Regions from separate parts of the Mus musculus genome. Here region 1 is linked to region 2. A link is a contact called in public Hi-C data. All regions are on one chromosome and are shown on one strand. The core of a region is the stretch at or near the end of the contact, and the rest is flanking DNA. Distances in the headings are between cores, read along the strand shown. Region 1 has its middle 6.6 kb from the start of Gm36788. Region 2 holds the start of Depp1 (DEPP1 autophagy regulator).

What was found. Hi-C and Micro-C count contacts between places; a contact is called where the count stands out from the background.
Region 1: a contact with region 2 is called in a Hi-C map of uterus, with 3 times the contacts expected there. The contact joins the enhancer-like site here to the promoter of Depp1 in region 2. A contact is called at or near these places in 5 of 39 promoter capture datasets (the 3T3-L1 cell line, the C10 cell line and neutrophils), 2 of 15 datasets of contacts at CTCF or cohesin (large pre-B cells and pro-B cells), 88 of 484 Hi-C or Micro-C datasets (B cells, the C10 cell line, the CH12 cell line and 56 more), 3 of 115 datasets of contacts at active chromatin or transcription factors (astrocytes, embryonic stem cells and kidney) and 3 of 9 other capture datasets (adipose tissue, liver and pancreatic islet).

Annotation. Positions count from the first base shown.
Region 1 is chr6:116,765,865-116,771,345 of GRCm38.p6, reverse strand. No RefSeq gene overlaps it. Among named protein-coding and RNA genes, the nearest start is that of Gm36788, 6.6 kb to the left of the region's middle. Within about 2 kb of position 3,450, at least 14 of the 459 cell types and tissues checked have an H3K27ac peak or open chromatin away from gene starts, as enhancers often do. A contact at or near this core is called in bone marrow-derived macrophages and uterus, where this site is marked.
Region 2 is chr6:116,647,951-116,653,401 of GRCm38.p6, reverse strand. It overlaps Depp1 (DEPP1 autophagy regulator), which reads right to left and starts at 2,718. Exons shown (of 2, transcript NM_145980.2): 1 at 2,557-2,718; 2 at 555-1,709. The coding sequence starts at 1,704. The coding sequence ends at 1,087. The region is part of intron 3 of Rassf4 (Ras association (RalGDS/AF-6) domain family member 4); the gene reads left to right.

The DNA.
Region 1 (5,481 bases), core at 2,201-4,700, 120 kb before region 2:
TATAAAAAATTAAATAAAAATAAAACAGACAATTGCTAGCAGAGAAATGCAAATTGGGAGCCTACTAGGATCTCGTCCTCCTCGGGATGGAAGTCATTAAGAAAACAACTAACAAATGCTGGCGAGGACGCCTGCTGCCAGTGAGATGTAAATAGTCCAGTCACTATGGAAATCTGCACAGAGGTTTCTCAAAAAACTAAAAATGGACCTGCCATGTGACCCGGCTCTACCCAAAGGACTTCAAGTGAGCACACCACCAAAACACGTGCACATCGATATTTGCTGCAGCTGTGGCCACAATAGCTGAACTGTGGAGCCAGCCTTGGTGTCGAACAACAGAGGAAAGGTTAAGGAAAAGGTGGTACACACACTGGAATCGTTTTAGCTCTAAAGAGGAATGACGTTGTGTCATTTGCAAATAAAAATAAAAAAGTGAACTCACTGAAGATGATCCTATCAAGTGTAACAATTCAGCTTTAAGCAAATATTATGTTTTTGCTCATGTGTGATTTCTAGATTTCATACAGATACATACAATAATAAGATATCAAAGTGGAACTAAAGTTTTCTATGACAACAACAACAAAAAAGGCAATGGGAAGAGAGAGAAAAAAAAGGGGGCTAGGGGGCTGTGCAGGGAGACATGCCCCAAGCACATTGCATGCTTACATGGGAGTGCCCTCCTGTAACTCAGTATTGTGTAGTTTTACATAAGTGAGTCAGAACAAAATGTTAGAAAGTGTTTAAGAGCACAATACCATGGCTGTAGAAGGAAAGGCATTCAGTCCCCCTTGGCATCCATGAGAGAACCACTCGAGGATGTGCAGGGGTACAGACCCCTGGATAAGCTCATGTCTACCCTACAAAGTGGCGCCTTGTTTTCAGATATCCTAAGGGATTCTCCCACATGCATCACGGCACCTCTAGATAACTTCCAACCCTTAATCTAATGCAAATGCTAGGTTACAGCTATTATAGTCCATCATTCACAAAATAATAAGGGAGAGAGTCTACACATGCTCGGTACGTTTGTTTCCCAAATATTTTCAGCCTGCAGTTGACACCATCAATGGATAAAGAATTCGGAGATACAACAGATCAGCTGTATAAAGTTTAACTCGTTAAGTTGAATCAAGAATTTGTATTCAGGATGATTCTGAACTGAATAGGACCCCAGTGGAATCCAGAGTATGACCAGGAATGGTGCCCATGTATCAGGCCCCAAGTGACCCCAGGCAACTGCATTCATTCCACCAAGGCCCGAATGGTACCACGGTTCAAGTCTAAAATGGCCCAACAGGCTTGTGTTTTAAACGCTTGTTTCAAAGCTTGAGGCCTCTAGAAGGGTGTGACTGATAAGGGCATTCACTAGACCCTCAGTAGAAGAGCGTTTGAAGGTTATAAATGGCTCCTTCCCATTCTCCCTACCCCTTGGTGCACCACAACATGACCCGCTGTTCTCCAGGCACACAGTCCTGCTGACATGATGTCCTGCGAGTGCATCGGGCCTGACACCGGAGGACTGAAATCTCTAAATCAGGAACCAAAATAAACCCTTCCTTCCTTCCTTTCTCTCTTCCTTCCTTCCTTCCTCCCCCCACCCCCACCCCCAGAAAAATGACATGTGGTCCTGCCAACGTCTAGGTAAATAATACAAGTGGCTTTGACTGTGCTTTGCCCCTTGAGGGTCAGTCCTTGTCCCTGATAAAAGGCTGCGCCAAGAAGAAGGCAATGCCCAGAAGAAACACGGAGAGCTGATCGCTGCAGGTAGTGGATGGTGCGCATTTGCACTGCAGGGGTTCTCATGAGAAGCCAGTTGTTAAGTTCATCACCCTGCCAACGTAGAAACTTATGCCAGCTACCCATGTGTCTATCTCTCCCTCAGCTAGAGAAACAACCCTTCTTTTTTTTTCAAGAGCAGAAAAACCAGTCTACCTTTCTGATGTCACAAATCTGGAGTGCTGAGGAGCCAAAGAACCATCTCACTGCCAAGGCAGCCGGGTTTGAAACCCTACTCAATGTGTACAAGTTACGGGGAATGTGGAGGGAGATATAGCTTTCCTGCACACACCTGACACCCGCAGCTGTCTTCTGCAGCCTGTGCCTGGGGACCGAGTATCTAACACCTTCATCAGAGGCAGGTGTGGCTCATTGTTTTGTTTTGTTTGTGCTTTCCACCCCACATCCCATTTCAGGATGTTAGGATTTGAAACTATCAAGTAACATCAACAAACTATATGTGTTTTGGAGACAAAGGAAGTGATGAGCCCTGGACTTCTAAGTTTACTGGTATTTGGTTCCCGTTTCCTCCAACTCCTGCCAGGTCCATCCCTTCTTCCCATGGCTCATTTCCCTGATCCATCAAATCATGAAGATGCTCTCTCTAAGGCACAGATTGGCCTCCACAAGCTAAAGGAAATGCTGTCACTGTGTGCACCTTTAGCCTCATGTACATGCGTAGCTCCCACAGGCTCTCTTAGTTCCGTGCTGTATCTACTGACATTCCTCCCTTCTAAGTAAGCAGTGCGTTCTCTGAAGACCTTTAGATACTTACTCAATCTTAGCATTATGCCTGGTGGTTACTCTATTCTGAGACAGCAAAGGAACCAGACTATAAATAGGTCAGATCCCAGCCCTCACCTCACTGGCTTCTCAGGGCAGGAGCTACAAACCCTCTGTGGCTGTGAGCTGCTTTTGAGTCTGCAGGGAGCCCTTAGGTAGCAGCTCACACAGAGAACACTTGTTAGGGCCTTGGGTCTGATCCTGGCCCTGTGGACTCTCCCATTATGAATATCTATAAATGCTTACCAACATGCCTCAGCTGCTCTTACAGCATGCGTTGGTGTGCTTTCAAGGGGTTGGCCTGCACCCCAGCTCCTAAGGTCGGCTCTTACTAGCTTGAGATAAGTGCAGACTCTCAGCCTGTTTAGCACAGACATTGACTGCGAAACATACTTGACCCAAGCCAGTCCTTGCTTCGGTAGGCCGCTGTTGTCAGGGTTTGGAGGAAACCTGTGTACCCCACATTTGATCCCATCAAGTAGAGCCAAGACTTATGGGTGGCCTAAGAAGATCTCACTTTTTCTGCATTGTTTGATGTGAGGCTAGAACAGCAGCAGGCAGCTGGTTGACTAAGTGGGAAAAGAGTCTGAAAACAAAGCCAAACTGTAGAGAAGACAGCCAGAAAACTAGTGACCGTCCAAATCCAGCCAGTCTTTGCACATCTTTATTTCCAAGTTGCTGTGACTTCTGTTCTCTGTTTACTTGCAACGAAAAGCTGTGAGGAGTGTCTCATCCCACAGTCCAAGAAGCAAAGCTGTGGAGCAACCGGGATAAGCTTAGAAGTCGCCAGGGTTGTAAGGAACTTGCAAGAATTAGCATTAGAGGGAGGAAGCAAAGGGAAAGCCCAAGGATGAACCAGAGCACGCCGGGCCTCTGCCGCCCCCTAGTGGACACTGCTGCCGCCACAGATCCTGCGGCCCTAGCTCAAAAGTTGACCAAAGCCCGGTTCTTCACCGGTGCCTCGACATTCCAGACCTAGATCCTAAGGAATTAGTTACCCAAGTGGAGTGCTCCTTCTTTGTACAGTAGGAAAAATAACATCCCCTGTTATCTGTAAGACTGTAATTAGATGAAATAGTCAAGATGAGGTTAACGGGACCTGCCCATATGAAATAACAAAAGGGGGGAAAATGAATTGCTGACGAAAGAAGTTTTGAAAAGTAGCACAGACAAAGAGCCGCGTGATTGATCCACGTCACTGACCGGAGAGGATCCAGGCCATGCCTTTGAAAGTGTGACTGAGGAAGCATATGGCTGCGCAAGTCAGAGCGCCCACCTAAGCCCAGGCTAGGAACCTGGACAGAGGGAGCATTGCATGCACTGGAGATGCAGAAGCTCCTGTAAGCCCCAGAACGATCCATAGATGCAAATGAGGAGATGACCAGGAGAGCCACTGGAGAGGACTGGAGGGAAAGAGACACAGAAAGCCAGGGCAGGTCCTGGCCACTAGCAGGGTCACTGAACCATCAGAAACCCTCGTTTCAGGCAAGGCCGTTAGTAGTTACAGTAAAACGCAGGTCCCCTAAGGCGGTGGTTCTCAACCTTCCTAATGCTCTAACCCTTTAATACAGTTCCTCATGTTGTTGTTACTTCATAACTATAATTGTGCTACTGTTATGATCATGATGTAAATATCTGATATGCGACCCCTGTGAATGGGGTCACTGTGAAAGTGGGTCACGACCCAGAGGTTGAGAACTGATTCCCTAAGAACTCATACAGGCAGAACCTAGATAGAGCCATCTTGTCTGTAGCCAGGATGAGAGTGAAGCTCAACAGCAAGCTCAGAGGTATATGCAAGGATACAAAAACAGTCACCACAAAATAAGAAAAAAAAGTAATAATGTATAACACCCAATAAAAAGTGTCTGTGCCTTCCAACAGGCAAGATGAGACAGAAGCCCAGTGAACTGACTGCCAATGCACAGCATAACACAATTGGGTGGGAAACAAATCTTGGAAAGAAATCTACAACCCCAAATTAAGTTAAAAAGCAAGAATGCTCTCATGACTTCAGACCAGTCTATGACTTCAACTTCCCTTTTAGAAACCAAGACAAAGAACATTAAATTAGATATAGAAGAAACAGAAGGGAAAGAAGAAGCAAAATAAGATAATACATTACTACAGTAGAAGACAGGAAAACAAAAAATTATGACCTGGAAAAAATTTTTAGACAGTCAATAAAATTGACAAACCACAGGGCATGGGGGGGGGGGACACCTTTTATCCTAGTCCTCAGGAGACAGAGGCAGGAGGATCTCTGTGAGTTCAAGGCCATCCTGGTCTACAGAGTGTGTTCCAGGACAGTCAAGTCTGCATAGAGAGATTGTGTCTCAAACAAACAAACAACAAACCCTGATAGCCCAGTGGTCAGATTGTTGGAGGAGAGGGAGGAGCAAGAAGAGAAAGGGAAAGGATGGGAGGGAAGAGTGGCCCAGCTGCTAACAGAAGAGGGATGCTGGCAGCCCTGCAGATTCTACAGATGTCCAAAGGAAAATAAGACAATGTTATGAAAAACTTAATATATTGATAAGTTAAAGTGTCAAAGCCCTTGAAGGAAATGTGTGTACTTAAAATAAAACACACAATGTTAAATAATCCTATCTCTGTTATTATACATTATACTTTTATAAAAAATCCCACATAGAAAATCTCAGCTTCGGATGGCCTTTCACCTAACATTGAAAGGTTAGTTCATTTTGATTCCAGTCTTCCAGGAAATTGTACAGAATCGACTACTGCTCAGATTGTTGCAAGAAACCATTTAATACTATAACTCCATCAAAAATGTTACAAGTAACAGAAACTCCAGACAGATAACCCCATGAGCACAGATGCAAACACAGGTGCGCAAAGCAAGCATATTCACTTAAAGCCTAACTTTGGCAAGCCAAATCCAACAGACAGTGCACCCTG
Region 2 (5,451 bases), core at 1,469-3,968:
AACCCTCCCGTCCCAAACTTCCCTGCTTGGTAGATGCCTCCAGGAGCTGACATTCTCTGGACTGGGGGAACTCAGTGCTGGTCTGGATTTCCAAAGCCTTAGGACATCCCGACCTAGCCAGAATAATGGGGTTGGACAGCTTTGTGATGTGCCCCCTTCTGTAACAAGGGCCTAGGTGAAGCTGGTGGGCACATGCAAGAAAATCAGAGATGAGACCACTAGACCCAGTATGTGACAGCCTGCAGGCTACGTGCTGCATTCTGTTTTGGCCCTGAGCATGAGAATTCTCTAATTCTCTGGTACCACAATGAGATTTGGACACTGGAGTCAAGATAGCATGTCCCCTGGGTACCTAGGTGACAATCCCTATGAAACACAGTAATACATCTGCTGAGACCTCATATCTTTTGTTGGGCCTCTGGAAATATATGCCTGAAGGTAGAGCATAGAGGCCAGGCCCTTCCTTGGATGCTTTTAAGACAGTGTTTTTCAACCTGAGTCACAGCCCCTTTCGGGGTTGAACGACCCTGTCACAGAAGCCACCTAAGAGCACTGGAAAGCTCAAAGATTTACACCATGATTCGTAACAGTAACAAAATTGCAGTTATGAAGTAGAAACAAAAATCATTTTATGGTTGGGGGGTCACACAACATGAGGAACTGTATTAAAAGGTCACAACATTAGGATGGTTGAAAGCCACTGCTTTAGGGGCCTGAGACCCTTTTCCTTGGTCCTTTGCCCTTGGTTTCTCATGAGACTGTGGCAGCCACCCAGAGTACAGCCCGCATCTCCTCATTAGAGCAATCTGGGAGGTGGTCACTCCACCTACACTCACTTTAGTCATGATAAAACCAAGACATAGAGGACACTGAGTCGCTTCAAAGTCACGGGCCAGCCAGACACAAAAGGTACCAGTCAAAGTCGCATTGTGGGAGCTAGACTGTCATCGCTCTTTAGAGGATGGGTCTCACTAGGAATTGCCCAGTCCCTGCAGACCTGCCAGGAAGTGTCCACCACAGGAGAGGAAAGCTAGAGAGAGCACAGGGGCCCACCATATCCTTTATGGGTTTTTCCTGGGGTAGGAGTTAGAGTTCATGGATCACTGGGAGGTGCAAATAGAGAGTACCTAGGATACTGCTGGGGCGAGAGCTGGAGACGGACGCTAAGGCCCGGCAGGACTTTCTAGAAGTCCAGCTTTTCAGGTCGGAGGTCTGGTGCCTGGGCCCTGGTTTTCTTCCCAGAGAGTGCTCAGGTACCCTGGCCTCACAGAGTCTCCCCGTGTCCTTGCCCATCTGTCTGGGCACATCCCAGGGATCTGAAGAACCAGTCCTGTTGGGTCGACCTCTCCCATCTGCCTGCTCTCCCTGTGACTTCCCAAAGAGCCAGTCCAGAGGGTTGTCAGTGCCGGGAGAGGGCAGTGTGGGCTGCAGGCTGCTGACGCAAAGAGAGCTGTCTCCTGGAGACTCGGCCTGGCGCCTCTTCTCTCGAGTCCAGGCTGGCCGGGAGGGTCTGTTGGGACGGCTCTGGGCTGTGACCTTGTCCAGCACTGAGGTGGGCTGTGCCAGCTGACAGATACACCTGACGTAGTCATCCAGGCTGGGGGACGCTGGGGGTTCCTGCCCAGCTGCCCCATGTGACAGCTCTTCTGACATTTCCCGAATCGTTGGCAAATGGGGCACGGGCAGCAGAAGCCGGGACCTCATAGCTGCTAATAAAGCAAAAGCAACCTGTTAGCCAAGAGGAAACCAGTGGCGAGCCCGCCATGCCACCCTGACACCCTCCTACTTCCTCTCCCTCATCGGAGATGCTACACGGGGCTCGGGTACCCAGAAAACAATAAGAAACCTGCAGATCTGAGACCAAGGCTCACCCCCCTGCCCCCACCCGCACTCATCCTTCCAGCTACCACCAAAGTACCCAGCTCACTAAGGCTTCATCATTAGTGTTGTTTAAGAATAGCCAGATAGTCGGGGCTCAGTGGTAAGGGTACTTATTCTTGCAGAGAGCCTGAGTTCAGTTCTTAGCACACACATAGTGGCTCTAGCCATCTATAAATCAAGTTCCAGGGGTCTGACTGGCATGTGTGTAGCACACATACATTAGTGTAGGCAAAATATCCATGCATATAAAATAAAATAAATTAATTAAAAATTTTAAAATGAAGAACGAACAGGTAAGAAAACGGGGGGGGGGGTATTAATGTGGGGTCAGAGAACACCTAGGTTTTAAACTCGTCTCTGCCACTTAATGACTTAGAGACTGGCAATGTCACCTCTCTAAACCTCTAATTACTTGTCTGAAAAATAGGGTTATAAACATCCCACTGGCAGGGATATATGGGGAAATTCACGGAGACATAGCTTTGACATCACAGCTCTCCTGTAAACACAAAGGCCTTGTATAAACACCTTATTATCATAGTGGTCGGTGGTACCCACCCCCCTGCTCTCTATCCAGTAGTCAGGCCGTGAAAGCTCGGGATGAGAGATGCTCTCAGAGATAAACTAGCCCCGTGTTTTAAAAGTGTCAAGCCAAAGGGTGGCTGCTCTTCTTACCTGTAAGTCAGCAGTCAGGGTGGCAGGAGTCTAGATGGGTAAAGACTGTCTCCTCTAAAGGAAGCCCCAGAGGCGGGCAGTCACAGCCGGGTCTCTAGCTCTTGGTCCCTGGGAAGAGGACAGTCAGGACGATGTGCTGTGGTTTCTTCCCCTGTGCGGTCTGGCAAACCCAACACACACTGCTGCTTTTACACGGTTCCTCCGGTCATCAATCATTGTCAGGAAAAGCTCAAAATAACAGCACTTTGGAAGGTTCTCAGGGGAAAGCACAGAGGGTGGGGCTTGGCCCAGCTGCCAGCCTGGAATTTGTGTATGTGCCTGCAGGAGGTTGGGAAATATTTACACTGTAGGGTGAGGTGTGGGGCAGCCACCTCACCTGACTTAGACAGCTTTACTATGGGTAGAGAGCAAAGCCAGCCTGGGGGTTCCTGGGACCTGGGGACTGCTGGAACCTGGGACCTCCATAGGACCCCCATGGGCTTCCACCCCTGTCTGGTATAGCACAGTATTTTCTACTATGGATTACCCCAGGACCTGTGATCCTGTGACACGCCAGCCTTGTGCTAAGTTTTGCTGAGTTCCAGGCCTACACTTATGATCATGATAACACATGAGGCTTGCAGGGTGAGGGACATCACCTTACACAAGTGCCGGGGCAGCTTGACAGTCTGTCTGACTTCTCTCATAACATCTCAGATACTTTCAAGGAGAAATTTGCTTGCCCGTTGTTGGCCAGGCATGTGCCAGTGACTGCTAATGGCATAGCAAATACTGTGGACAAATCACCACGTATGATGCCTGTTTCCCAGTGAGAAGGATTATGGAGTCATCAGTGGGCAGGCGCAGTGACTCAGCACTCAGGATGGCTGCAAAATAGAGCGCCGAAGGGCTGTGGAGCAGCAGAAGAGGGGGTGGTCCAGGTCAGGTGGGCCAGATGATACCAAAGCAAGGGCAAGGCACTATAGGTTTGAGTAAGGAGCTGTAGTGTGGCTTCTGCCAGATGCCATGCTCGGGCAAATGACAGCAGCTGTGAGAAACCAGGGGACTCCAAGGGTGATACCAACACAGTGGCAGCTGAAGGCAAGATGGACAGCCCTGGGAAGGAACCGGCTTTGCGTTTCTCAGGCCTCAGCGCCTCTGCTCACCTACCCTCAGAAGCGGGAGGAAGAGGAGTTACAGAGGGAACAGTACGTTCAGGTCTGATACATGAGGGCTGGACAGACACTAGCCTCCTGCAGCATGGTGAGCTGCTGGTCTTGTGTCTATGCATTCCAAGTGTAGCATTAGAGTCATGGGTAAAGGCATGGGGACATTGGAGATACTGAACAATGCTTAAGTCAGGTGACAATTCCCAACTTACACCTGAATGATTCCACAGGACTCCAGCCTTTTGCCTGACTGTTTAGGCAAACACTGTGAGGCCGTATCAGGAAGCTGTGTGTGGTTTTGATAGCCTTAGACTCTTCTCTCTGTGGTCAGTGAGGTGTTTGAAACTAGGCATGACTGTTAGCCGACCATGAGATCCACACTGTGAGTGGGGGTGAGGCCATCCCCACGTGAAGGTTCTCATGACATCCCTGTTTTCACGGGGGCTTTCCAGGACAATGAAGAGAGAGGAGACTCCATGGGGCAGTGGGTGGGGCATGATTTCACTTAAGTGTAGTGTGGAATCCAAAATAACTCAAATGCATAGAGGCAGAAAGAAGGAAGATGGCTATCAAGAGTGGTAGGGAAGAAAGAGAAGTAGGGACCCCAGTTCTTCCAGATGAATGAATCTTAGAGATCCACGGGGCAGCACCAGGCCCACTGCAATCCCCTGTGCTGTACGTTTAAGTAGCCATTAAGTATGTGAGTCTTCAGACCTCACTTAGCACACCCTTCACCACCATGCCTTAGCATCACTCCATAGCAGAGACCTAATCGCAGGCTTTGCTTAGCTTCCTGTTCCATGGATTAGGAAGCTTGGCTGAACTCTTAATTAGACCCCACGTCATCACCATCATCCGTTGTGTTCTCAAACATCTTCAGTGTGCGTGTTAGCCATCATGAATCATGGTTAGTAGGCCTATCCATGCCACCATCCAAGATGGGAACTGTGTGGCAAATAGATATGAAAAGAGATTAGTTACGGTTTAAGCGGTAACTGGATGTAGAACATCACTGAATAAATACCCAAAGAGAAGAGAAGAGAAAAGAGGTACGGGGAGAATAGGGGTACATGTGGGACTCTTATATTAAATGTTCTTGGCCCAAGACGTATATGTAAATAAATAAAATATAGGGTGAGAGCCATGAGAGAGTGAGGCTGGAGTCTCTCAGTGGTGCCAGAGGTTTCAGGTAGGTCCCGGACAGTACAGTTGCTCATGGAGTAATCATAGAGTACAGGGAGCCTAGAGAGTCCCATGAAGAGAGAGAGGCTGGAAATACGTCAGAGACAAAGAACCAAGGACCGAAGAAGTTTGAGCCAGAGTCAGGAGGGTGCCTGTGGGGTGGAATACTGTGGGTTGAGTAGCAGTCCTTTCATTTGGAGACCTAAGGAAGTCGGAGAAGGCTGAAGGTTCAGTATGAAAATAGCATGAAATACTCATGATAGACCATGGAAATGTCCCAGAAGTGTTAGGCAAACCAGCATCCACCATTAGGGGAAAAAAAAGGCAGTTGGCATTGCCACTGATGGATGTGTGGAGAGAAAAACAAGGCAGGGAACACAGACAGTAGGATGTCCAGTAGAGCCTGGTGGCTATGGGATTCTCTGTCCCAGTGCCCTTTGAGTCAAGGAGCCTAGCCCAGTACAAGTGTCCAGGCATGCCTCCCCCCGCTCGTGCTTCCTCCCGGCAGTGTAGACGTGCCTGCCAGACACTTGCGGTGTCCTAGGGGACACCTGACTCAGCAGCT